Linked DNA regions of Mus musculus: all the other regions are linked to region 3. The links are chromatin contacts, called in public ChIA-PET maps. All regions are on one chromosome and are shown on one strand. Each heading gives the region's core, a stretch centred on a gene start, on an enhancer-like site or on the middle of the called end of the contact. The rest is flanking DNA. Distances are from core to core; before and after follow the strand shown. Region 1 overlaps Pip4k2a (phosphatidylinositol-5-phosphate 4-kinase, type II, alpha). Region 2 overlaps Pip4k2a (phosphatidylinositol-5-phosphate 4-kinase, type II, alpha). Region 3 holds the start of Mllt10 (myeloid/lymphoid or mixed-lineage leukemia; translocated to, 10).

Region 1 (3,384 bases), core at 217-2,716, 890 kb after region 3:
ATGTAATTTTATAATTATAGCATTAAAGAATGAGCTTATTTGGATTACTGACCAGGTTTTACTAAAAGAGCAAAAATAAAAAATTTCAAAATAGAAGGCAGCCCAAGTAGACCAAAAACAAAACACAAACGGGGTGGGGGGTGGGGTGGGGGGAGACTTTTTTTAACTGCCTTAAGAGAACACGACTCAGAACTGACAGCCCTGGCATGAGACACCTTCCTGATCCTGCAACTCCTGTGATCGGCACTGGTTACTCTTCACACAGTGTTGACTACTGCAACACGGAGGGCTGGAAACTTTGCAAAGCTGAGATGGCGGCAGCGAGCAACAGATGCATGCAAAGATGGGTGCCAGCACAATGGAATCAGCTCCTGCGAGCTTCCCTTGAAAGTTTTCCTGAGAACAACGCCGAGTAGAATCCAGCAAAGAACAAGTGTCTGCTGGGTGCAGCGGTGCACAAAACCCCAGCACAGGAGGAGCATGTGTTTGCCGTAACCTAAGCTACACAATGAAACCTGGCCTCTAAAACCAAGGGCTGGAAGTGCAGCTCAGTGGCACAGCACCTGCCTGGCACACACAAGGCCTTGGGTTTGGTCTCCAGCACAGAAAGGCATAAAGTAAATCGACAAGCCATCTACTGAAAATAGTCCTGTGAACAAGAAGGACTTTAGCGATCAATATGGTGTGTTTCTTAGGACCTGAGAAGTATATCACACACATGGACTGTCACGTCCTTCCACTCAGAGACCAGGAGACAGAAATAGTGATGGCAGAGCCTCAGTGGCTTTGGGTTGTCAATCCAGGACACCATTTCTTTGTTAATTTCCTAACTTGAGAAGAGCAGACTGGATTGTCTTCTGATGAGATGACACGCTGTGTGTTCTCTGTTGCTAAAATACTGTAGCACGGAGCTGCTGACTAGCATTTTCCAACCACCACTCCCAGGGAAGTGGGCAGACTGTTACCACAAAGGTGGCCTCCAGTCCATTGCTGTGTTTTTTGTAAGTGGCTCCTCTTCTTCCTCAAAGCATTTCTATACTCCTCTCTTTCTGTGTCCGGCATCTTAGAGTGAGTTGCTGCACTGCAGCCTGTGGTCCAGCCCGGCACTATGGTGGGCACCAGCAGTTCCAGCCATTCGAGAGGCTGAGGCAGGAGGATAGCATGAGCAAGCTGCCTAGGTGACTTAGGGAAACTCAAACTGAAACTATGCAGTCTCCTCAAGGATTTCTATTGCTTTTTGAGACTTTACATCAAGAAGCCATTTCAGCAGATAGGCTTATGATGGCATCAACCAAAAATGTATTTCTATCTTTAAAGAATTAGTACTGAGGAGAATTTACAGTACCAACAGATATTTCCAGATAGCCACGTGACTCGTTGCCCACAAGAACCAACCTCTCCTCCAGTCTTCATGCTGACTGCCTCTGCATGTGTCTTATGACGTAACTGAAACAGTACTGAGTGGACGTGCTGCCTAGTGAGGGGTTCTGAAGCCACAGAGCGCTTCATGCACACTACCTCACTCCACAACACAAGGAGTGAGTGAGGCTCAGAGACCCAGCAGACAGAATGTCTGGGAGACAACTGTCAGCGAGACAGCCATTCACAAACCCATGCTGCTCCAGAGTCAGAGAGCAACAGAGAGCAACAGAGAAACGGATTTATTTATCCAACAGAACCTCCCAGAGCTCTGGGCTCTGTTCTAGGTGCTGAGGTTAGAGTCAGGAACAGAAGACGGAAACGTTTTGGGGGGCTCACAAACTTAGTGGAACACACAGAAGAAGGGACACAGGGCAGGGGGCACTGGATGCTCCAGGGCAAAGACATGGTCAAGAGTGGTGGGAGGAGATGGACATTAGTGGTCTATGGGCTCGGTTAGGACGGACCTCCTCGTAACTTCTAGGATCTGTGATGTAGCCAGGGACAACACTCCTCACACTCTCACATGTGCATGCCTGCATGTGTTTAGAGCGGATTCTTTTGCATCTGCTTGCAGGATAGTCTGATAAAAATCTAACCACTAGGACTAGAAACAGAGGGGGAGGCAATATTTTATCACAAGGTATTTTCCTCCTATTTCTTTTATGTTCTCGGTAGGATGTTATATTCATTTTTAAAGAATGAGCATTACATTAAGATAGTAAATGAGGGCTGAGGTGTAACTGAAGAGTAAAGCGCTCACCTGCTATGCACAAAGTCATGGGTTCAACCCTCAACATCACAAAAAGAAAGACAGCAAATGAATTAGTATCATCGTATTAGCAAACACATATAGTATTAACTGGTGGGAATTCATCCCTGCTGGGTCCTCCTAGTGTGTGTGTGTGTGGTGGGGGGGGGGGGGTGTTCCCTACTCACAGTGGCTGCAAGGGGTCAGACTGAAACTTAAAAAAATAACAACTTACTAAAAGAAGAAACAAGCCGGGCATGGTGGCACATGCCAGCACTCAGGAGGCAGAGGCAGGTGGATTTCTGAGTTCGAGGCCAGCCTGATCTACAAAGTGAGTTCCAGGACAGCCAGGGCTATACAGAGAAACCCTGTCTTGAAAAACCAAAGAAAAGAAAAAGAAAAAGAAAAAGAAGAAGAAACAAGGGACCCCACAGATATAGCCTTGGAAAATATCTAGGTATTTAGAAGGACAGGCCAAAGAACAGTTCCCTGATAGCTCCAAGTAGGGGCAGCCTCAGGGGTGGTATTGATAGCCCATCTCAGTCCAGACCAGCTGTTATACAAGCAGCAGTGGCCACACAACAGCAAGCACCTTCCTACCATGCAGGACTCTGTAGAACAACTGGCAGAGAGGGCTCTGAGAAACTCAGTAAGGGGTTCGGGGGAGGGGAGGGAGTCCACCATTTTCTCTATTGTTGAAACGTTTTAAGAGTTTTCATTAACAAAAAGATCTTTGAAAATACCCTCAACCCCACTTCATTATCGGATTCCTGCACATTCCTTGCCTGAGTTTAGCTAACGGGAAGCAATATGAGCCTCCCAGAGCACTAGGAAATGTTCCTAAAATAACGCAAAAATATAAATCAGCGTCTCAATCCAGTGCTACAGCACTAAAGTGGTCCTCTCACTAATGTCTGAATAATGGCAGCAGTTTCCAGGTTTATTAAAAGGATGCTAAGTGAGCATAATGAAGTCAGCATGAGAGGCCACCGAGGGCTCTTAAAGGGATCTAAAAATATGAAACACTCATGGCTATTCTGCCCCGTCTAAAGGAACAGCTGACCATGGTTATTATATTGTCATAGATTTTATAGGACCAGGACATCAGTTAAAGTACCTGCACGGTTTATGTCTTTTGGCTTACGTATTTTTAAGATTCAGTGGAGGTTTGGAGGGCATTACATGTGTATATGCAGGTGTATCAGAGGCCAGGT
Region 2 (3,413 bases), core at 626-3,125, 870 kb after region 3:
CAGAGAAAAGCAGCATGTTGGCCAGCCCTGGATGACCAAGGGACATTTTTCCACAGAAAAATAAACCAGGCATTTATTATAGACATTCCAAAGATTGTCAAATAAGAAGCTAAGAAAAGCTGTTAGCAGAGTACGAAATATAATGCCTTCTGTGACAGCAGTACATATATTGTTTTGTTATATAAATATTTTATTATTATTATTATTATTAATTATCTCATGGGAGCAGAGAAGGGAGAGCAGGAGAACGCAGTAAGGAAGAGGCCACAGGGGACTTCAGCAGCACAGCAGGGGGCAGGACAATAAGATTCTAAGTCTTTCCAGATAATTTCATATCTAAATGGCAATGTGTATTTCCTGCTCTGTCTTAAAGTAAACACGTCATTATTTTATGAGAAGCAGCAGGGATGGAGTGGAAGCACACACACAGATAAGAAAATGAAAGGCAAGGGAGGCAGTAGGAGGTAGTGACAGGCAGCCTCCTGCTGTACACCCTGTGGGAGACGCATCTGCTCTAGACCCTGTGCAGGGGAAAACCAATGTTGCCACTGTAACTGCTACTGTAGCCCACATTCAACAGGAAGATCAGATGGCTGGGTGACAGCTGGCCCAGAACTCTTCCTCCCACCACCACATTCCTCACTTTTGTCTCAGGTACTAAGAGACACACCCCTAGCAGACACAGGGGATGGTGGAGATTTTCTGCTCATCTGGTCCATAGAAAGAGCATGAAGCAATCCGTAAGTGACCCCATGAAAACATGAACTCATGTGGGACCATGAGGACCCTTTGGAGTTCTCTCAACAGCACTGCCAGGATGCCGCAGGAAGATCCAGCATCAGGCCTGGGGCAGAGGGCTAAGGAAGGGACAACAATTACCACATGTGGAAAGAAGAGTGATGTTCTAGGAAAAACACACAGAAAATAAAAATTCCAAGGAAGCCATTGAAGGCACAGCTTTCCTCCTGAAGGCCCCTAACCCACAGCCCTCCACAATCCCCCTGGGAGACTGCACACCCTCAGGACTGCTGAGATCGGATTCCCTTCATCCTCAAAGCCTTCCTGGAAAACTGTGGCCAGGCCTGCTCTTCCTGTTGGCCCCTCTCCACAGTCACATCACATGATCCAGGGGGTTATCTAGTATTTGTTTCCCTTCTCCTCAAAAAGATTCCATTTTATGATACACAAGTTAAGAAAAAAAAAATTTAAATGTGTAACAATTGACATGAAGCATAGAGAATACTTAAAGAACAAAAAACCTTAACAGTTAAAAATGTAGGAGAGACGGTGAATTCCTTAACCCTCTATGGTGTGGGCGCTCGCTCTGCGTGTACTTTTAGCCCGGGTATTACCTGAGCCTTAGGTTATTATAGCCTTCTCAAAGATCCCACCAAAGAGAGGTGTCCCCACCCCATGGGGCAGCTTCTTTCTCTTATTCCTCCTATCCCAATTTTTATAAGCGTCTTTGAAAATATTTAACCACAGGCTCTAGATAATAAGCATTATCTTCTCCCAGGATTTCCACTCAGAATGAAAAATTTAGTCATGAATATGTGACTGCCCTGTTACTTCACACAGAACTTTGATTTTTATGGAAGAAACCCCAACACGTGCTCTTTACTTAAGCAGTTTCTGTCCAGGAAGTGCAGACGGCAGATTAACCACAATCCAACACAAAGCCTCCCCCTGCTCCTGTGGTCTGCAAGAGGCACATTTTCTTCTCGTGCTCTCAGGTGGCGAGTCTAATTGAATGTAGCTATTTAAAACACACTTCAGACCTAATGAACAAGAAGTGGCCCTGCCAGACCACAATGTCTTTAAGAGATCAATTTGCCCAATAAAGGCTAAAGATTGCAACACGGTCTTCAAACAGCAGGCAAGCAATCCGAAGGGTTATCTGTGGGGATCAGAGTGTGGCCGAGGACATGCCATCTGCCCAGGGGCAGCAAGCAAGCCCCACTCAGCAGCGTCTCACCTCCAAGAACCAGGCCTCTTCGCTCCCTCAAAATATAATTTTTAAAGTCAACTGGCCCTATAAGATAACTCACTAATTAGATCACTGTGATACGTTCATTTGTAGCTTTAGTTGGGAGTTTAGCTGTCTGTCATCCAATTTATCCGAGTAAAAATTTCACTAAAGCCTTTTGTTCTCGCACAATACATTTGTTTAATAGCTTTTCTCAAAGGCTGTGCCAAATTCTAAATGTTCCGTCATGCATTTATTTACTAGTTATCAGGCAACTTATGAATAATTTAATATTTTCCAGTATTCCTTTATCAGATGGGTCTATAAATGCCTGCAAGACTCTTTCTCATTGGGCTGTGTTTTTCCCACTCAAAAAAAAAGTTTCTTTCTTGTTTAAAGTTTACTTTCTCACTTTTTGTTTTGTTGAGACCAGGTCTCACCATGTAGCTCAGGCAGTCTCTAACTTTTGATTCTCTCATGGGGCCCGCAGATGTGGACCACCACGCCTGGCTTTAAAGATGCCCCAAACCTCTCTAGGCTATTCCTCCAGCACAAATGGCACTTTCCGATTTCCAACCTCTCATGGGAATTTACAGGCAGCTGTAAATGCCTTACTGGAATACTGTTCTTTTTCTGCCCCAGTTTCCTCAATTACAAAATGGAGACAGGATCAGCCCTACACACCTCCCCATGGAACATCGGAACTTACCACAGCAGCAGTCTATAAACAAGACAGATCTCACCTCAGTGTTAGTGAGGTGATTAAGGAGTTTCTGGTCTCAGTCATCCTCTCTCTCATTTAAGTACCATTTCATTTGTATATCTACACAGTACTGATCTCAAAAAACGTCTTGCATGCTCTGTAGTTCATTACGTATGTACTGTTCATGTGTGTGAGCATGTGTGTGTGTGTGTGCATGCATACAGATGTGGGGGCCTGAGGGTCAAGTCAGTTTTCCTCCATAGACTCTGACTTGTATAACTGAGCTCACAGAGACACAGGGCTTAAATGTGTGCTTAACAAGCAGTAATTAGCATCCATGAGTTTATAAGCTACACGTGACAATTCTTATCTATCCCATGCAGTAACTGTGATATCCCAGGGGATAACTACTTCTGGGAAGCAATGTCTTTGTGATGACGTGGCTGCCGTAACTCTAAGAAATTAGCGATATTGGAAGGTTTAACTATCTGTGATTTAAAAAAAAAAATCACTAAGCATATCGTTTCCTAAGTTGATGATAATAATTACTGTTATAACAGTCAATGTGTACTAACTAACACTAAGCATGGAAAAAGTCCCTCTTCCTGACCGGTAAACTTGTGTGCAGCCCAGAGAACTGGGAAATAGTATTTGTCCAGTGAACATTATGTTAAATAAAAATTCCAACTAAAAACAAAAAAAAACATGTCCCAGCAAGGACCATCCCTGGGGTTGTAAATTAAG
Region 3 (3,809 bases), core at 362-2,861:
CAGTAAACTTCTGTTTGAAAGTTGCCCTAGCTTTGTACAAGTCATAGTTATGTTAAGAGCATCATTAGAGGTCCAGAAATTTATTACCATATCCTCCTAAAAATGTCATTTTACTAATCTGTAGTCACCATTTCTAAATGTATTAATATTAAAACAGAATCCTTAGTTTTGTGTCCCTTTGGACATATTGTCTTCCTATCACAAGCTTTGGTAAATCCCCCATTAGTTTGGATTTCACATAGCTTTTGAATATATCTGACCACAGATGCTTACATTGTGCTGTATCGATCACTATTCTTACAACTTTAGCAATTATTTTGAAATAGGAAAAGAACAGCCACATTACCCTTTTTGAACATTTTAAAACTTAATATATTTTCTGTGGAGTGCTTAGAACTTGGGGTGTTTTAGCATCATGTAAGTGTATTTTCCAGACCATATTATATTGTTAGTTTCTAATAAGCCCTTTGTACTTGTAATTAACCAAAAACCATGAAGTTGCCTTGGAACTGTTTGTCATTTAAATAGCCTATTCATAATTCCCATTTCATGCTAAAGTTTAATGAACGAACACTTTTTGCTTAAAATCAATATTGGGTGTACATGGAGAAAGGATTAGGGAAACATTTTTTTGGTAGCTTAAAAACTACTCAATATCTAGCTAATTAATCTGCTAACATTGGTCTAATCTAATCTATATTTTATTTGTGTATTGGGAGGAAGCTCTCATATTTCTCCAATTTAAATGACATCACATTTGAAAAGGTAAATTTGGAGAATCGAGCTAAGATTAGAGGAATCCTCAATCTAAACTGGGCACCACACTCTCAATGCTGTTAACCTTTGGTGACAGGCTAGAACGTGGGTTCCTTCCTCCTTTAGCTGCATTTTTCCAGATCAGACTATTACGTTGCTAACGCGACCAACCACTTGTATACCTACCAAGCTATAATGCAGTCTTGGGGCTCCCGCTCAGAATATAGCCCAAACACAGGCTTTTTGCCTGTCTGTGATGCACTTTCATTTGCCACGGGGGCCAAGAAGGTGCGTAAGTGGGCGGTAGATCTGGTAACACTTCCACTGGGTGAACTTTGGGAAGAATCCAGGACGTGAATTTAATGGGTGGCGAAGCTGCGACAGTACTGTGAAGTTAGCGCGGCCAACTGCAGGAAGCCATGCTTCATTACACCCTTCATGGAAGCTGGCACCCTCTCCCAACCATTGTTACCCGCGGGCCAGTTCTCGAGGCACAGGCCTTCAGGTAGGTTCCCGGCGCCACGAGACGCCCCCGGGGGCGCCTCTCAGCGACCCCGGCCCCCACCGCACCCCGCCCCGCCGCGGCCTCTTCCTCATGCGCGCCCGGGGCCCGCGAGGCGACGGCCGCCCAACGTCCCGGCCCTCGTGCGCCCCAGAGCCCTCCGGTAGACTCACTCCGGCCGCGCTGAGCAGCCGACTCCGCTCGTCCCCCACCTCCGCACACCTCGGCGCCGCCGAGCGGTGCGGGGGAGGGGAAAGCCTGGAGGTAGGCAGGGGCCAGGGGACGCGGCGGCGCGCACGCAGGCCTCGCCTCTCTGGGCCGCCTCCCTCACGCCGGCCGCAGGGCGGGCCGACGCGTACGCCGGGTGACGCTCGGAGGAGGAAGCGCAGCCCCTTCCCCTCCCTCGCCGCCCCGGGCCCAGCGGGAGCCCCCCAGTGCGCCTGTGCGGAGGCCTGCTTGATTATGTGTGCCCTCCTCGGGCGGCGGCGTTAGCGGCCGGGTGGAGGTGGGGAGGGAGGACGCCGCGGAGGAGGAGGAGGAGGAGGAGACGGTGGCGGGGAGGTGGGGGGAGTCAGCAAGGACATGGCTCCTGACTCCTGTGCGGAACGTGAGTGACTGAGCGGCAAAGCCCGAGTGAGCGAGCGGCCGAGCGGGCGGGAGGGAGGGCGGGCGGGCTGGCGGAGACCGGGCCGGGGTCGGTCGGTCGATCGGGCTGGCGGGAGGGCGGGCGCGAAGGGCTGCGTGTGGGGAGCTCTCGGTGGCTTGCTTGTGTTTGTTAATGGTCCCCCCCAACTCCCTCTTAGATGGTCTCTAGCGACCGGCCCGTGTCACTGGAGGACGAGGTCTCCCATAGTATGAAGGAAATGATTGGAGGCTGTTGCGTTTGCTCAGACGAGAGAGGCTGGGCCGAGAACCCGCTGGTTTATTGCGACGGGCACGGCTGCAGCGTCGCGGTGCATCAAGGTAAACACCCAACCGCCCGCCGGGCCGAACCGGCCCGCTCCCAACCGTCACGGCTCCCCTCCCCCGCCCGGCGGCAACTGCCACCGCCGCCCCTCCCCCGGCCCGCCCGCCGCCGCCGCCGCTCCGCCCCCGCCGCCGCCTCGCCCCGCCCCCCGCCCCGCCCGGCGCGCAGCCCGCGGGAGCCCGGCGTGGTCGCCGCGGGCTCGGGCTGTGCCCCGGCCTGTGGGAGAAAGTGCGTGTGGCCCGGGCTATCACGTGACTCCGCGCTCACTCAAGTGTCATTAGGTGGCCGCCGGCGTCGGGCCGCGTCCTGCGCAGGGTAGGGTGGGAGCGCGAGACCCGCGCTGGAGTCACGGTGACGGCGCGTGGTGGCTTTGGGAACCGGAGGCCTCCTCCCCCTCCCCTGCCTGCTCCCGGTCTGCCGCAGCGTTGTCAGGAGACTTCCTGTGGCCTGGGACAACCTGCCTCTGAGTAGAGGGAGAGAGAGAGAAGGTGGGCCCTGCCCGCTGCACCCAGAGCTCTCTGGCATGGACCCTGCTGTTGGGGGCCACTGGGTGCTTCTGCGAAGACACTGGAAGGTGTCCCTGAGGGAGTGTCTGGGCTGAGCCGACCTGGTCATGGACCCCAAGAAGTAGTGCTGGTGGTGCCCCAAGAGCCTTTGGAGGTTGAGTCTATTTTTAGATGTTCTCATGGGGTGAATGTTTTGGGTACCCCCTTAATCGCCCCTTCCCTCCCACTCCCCCACGGGGAACTCTTTAGCATGTTTTTCTGCTTATTGAAGACTGTCCCTTTCAAGTCGTTAGGGGATTGGGGGTTCAGGACGAAAGACTAGATAATGTTTTTTTGGGTGACTCACTGTGTAGTCTTAAACAGATCCACCCTTCCTATTCCTGAAGTTAAAACTGAGTGTTGGAAGGTTTTAATTTTTACTTTTTATTTTTTAAATGAGACAGGGTTTTCTCTGTAGCCTTCACTGTCCTGGAACTTGGCTCTATAGCCCATAAATGGCCTCAAAATTAAAGATCCTCCTGCCTCTGCCTCTGGAGTGTGTCCTACCTGGGAAGTTTTTGTTTTTTACATAGGAGCTTGCTGTGTAGCCCAGGCAGGGTGCAGACAAGCAACAATTCTGCCCCTCAAGTATGGGAAATGAAGGTGTGAGCCTAAAGGTTTTGCTTTTTTTGGGGGGGGGTAATGTAATGGGAGGGTCTTCCCAAAGGGGAGAGAGGTAAATGAAAACATTTTTGCTTTAATTTTAGTTTTCATTTTCTTGAGTCAGGGTATCATCAGCTCTTGCTGATCTCTCAATTATGTGTATCAGGCTGGACCTAGATTCAGAGATCTGACTGCTTCTACCTCCAGGGTGATAGGATAAGAGGCATGTACTCTCTATCATGTCTGGAATTTTTGAGAGAGTTTCACTTAGCCCTGGCTGACCTTGAACTCCCAGTACTAGAACTTGAGGCATGCACAGTATTCCTGGGTTATACTGTGCTGAGGATGATAAGCAAGCACTCTGCCATCTAACTGAGTCAAATCCTGTCCTCCAAAATTCATGCTTTAAAGAATTCAGTGGTCCAGTTGGGTGGGG

Evidence for each region. ChIA-PET counts read pairs in DNA pulled down with a chosen protein or histone mark.
Region 1: a contact with region 3 is called in an RNA polymerase II ChIA-PET map of effector CD8 T cells, with 6 read pairs. The contact joins the enhancer-like site here to the promoter of Mllt10 in region 3. A contact is called at or near these places in 2 of 484 Hi-C or Micro-C datasets (CD4 T cells and CD8 T cells), 6 of 115 datasets of contacts at active chromatin or transcription factors (the 230-238 cell line, effector CD8 T cells, embryonic forebrain and 3 more) and 1 of 9 other capture datasets (liver).
Region 2: an RNA polymerase II ChIA-PET map of memory CD8 T cells shows a contact between it and region 3, with 32 read pairs. The contact joins the enhancer-like site here to the promoter of Mllt10 in region 3. A contact is called at or near these places in 1 of 484 Hi-C or Micro-C datasets (CD8 T cells), 3 of 115 datasets of contacts at active chromatin or transcription factors (large pre-B cells, memory CD8 T cells and pancreatic cancer cells) and 1 of 9 other capture datasets (liver).

Annotation. Positions count from the first base shown.
Region 1 is chr2:18,957,790-18,961,173 of GRCm38.p6, forward strand. The region is part of intron 1 of Pip4k2a (phosphatidylinositol-5-phosphate 4-kinase, type II, alpha); the gene reads right to left. Among named protein-coding and RNA genes, the nearest start is that of Pip4k2a, 39 kb to the right of the region's middle. Within about 2 kb of position 1,467, at least 72 of the 459 cell types and tissues checked have an H3K27ac peak or open chromatin away from gene starts, as enhancers often do. A contact at or near this core is called in CD8 T cells, effector CD8 T cells and memory CD8 T cells, where this site is marked.
Region 2 is chr2:18,937,361-18,940,773 of GRCm38.p6, forward strand. All of the region lies in intron 1 of Pip4k2a (phosphatidylinositol-5-phosphate 4-kinase, type II, alpha), which reads right to left. Among named protein-coding and RNA genes, the nearest start is that of Pip4k2a, 59 kb to the right of the region's middle. Within about 2 kb of position 1,876, at least 57 of the 459 cell types and tissues checked have an H3K27ac peak or open chromatin away from gene starts, as enhancers often do. A contact at or near this core is called in CD8 T cells, liver and memory CD8 T cells, where this site is marked.
Region 3 is chr2:18,062,974-18,066,782 of GRCm38.p6, forward strand. Mllt10 (myeloid/lymphoid or mixed-lineage leukemia; translocated to, 10) reads left to right here and starts at 1,612. Exons shown (of 23, transcript NM_001252560.1): 1 at 1,612-1,891; 2 at 2,062-2,221. The coding sequence starts at 2,062.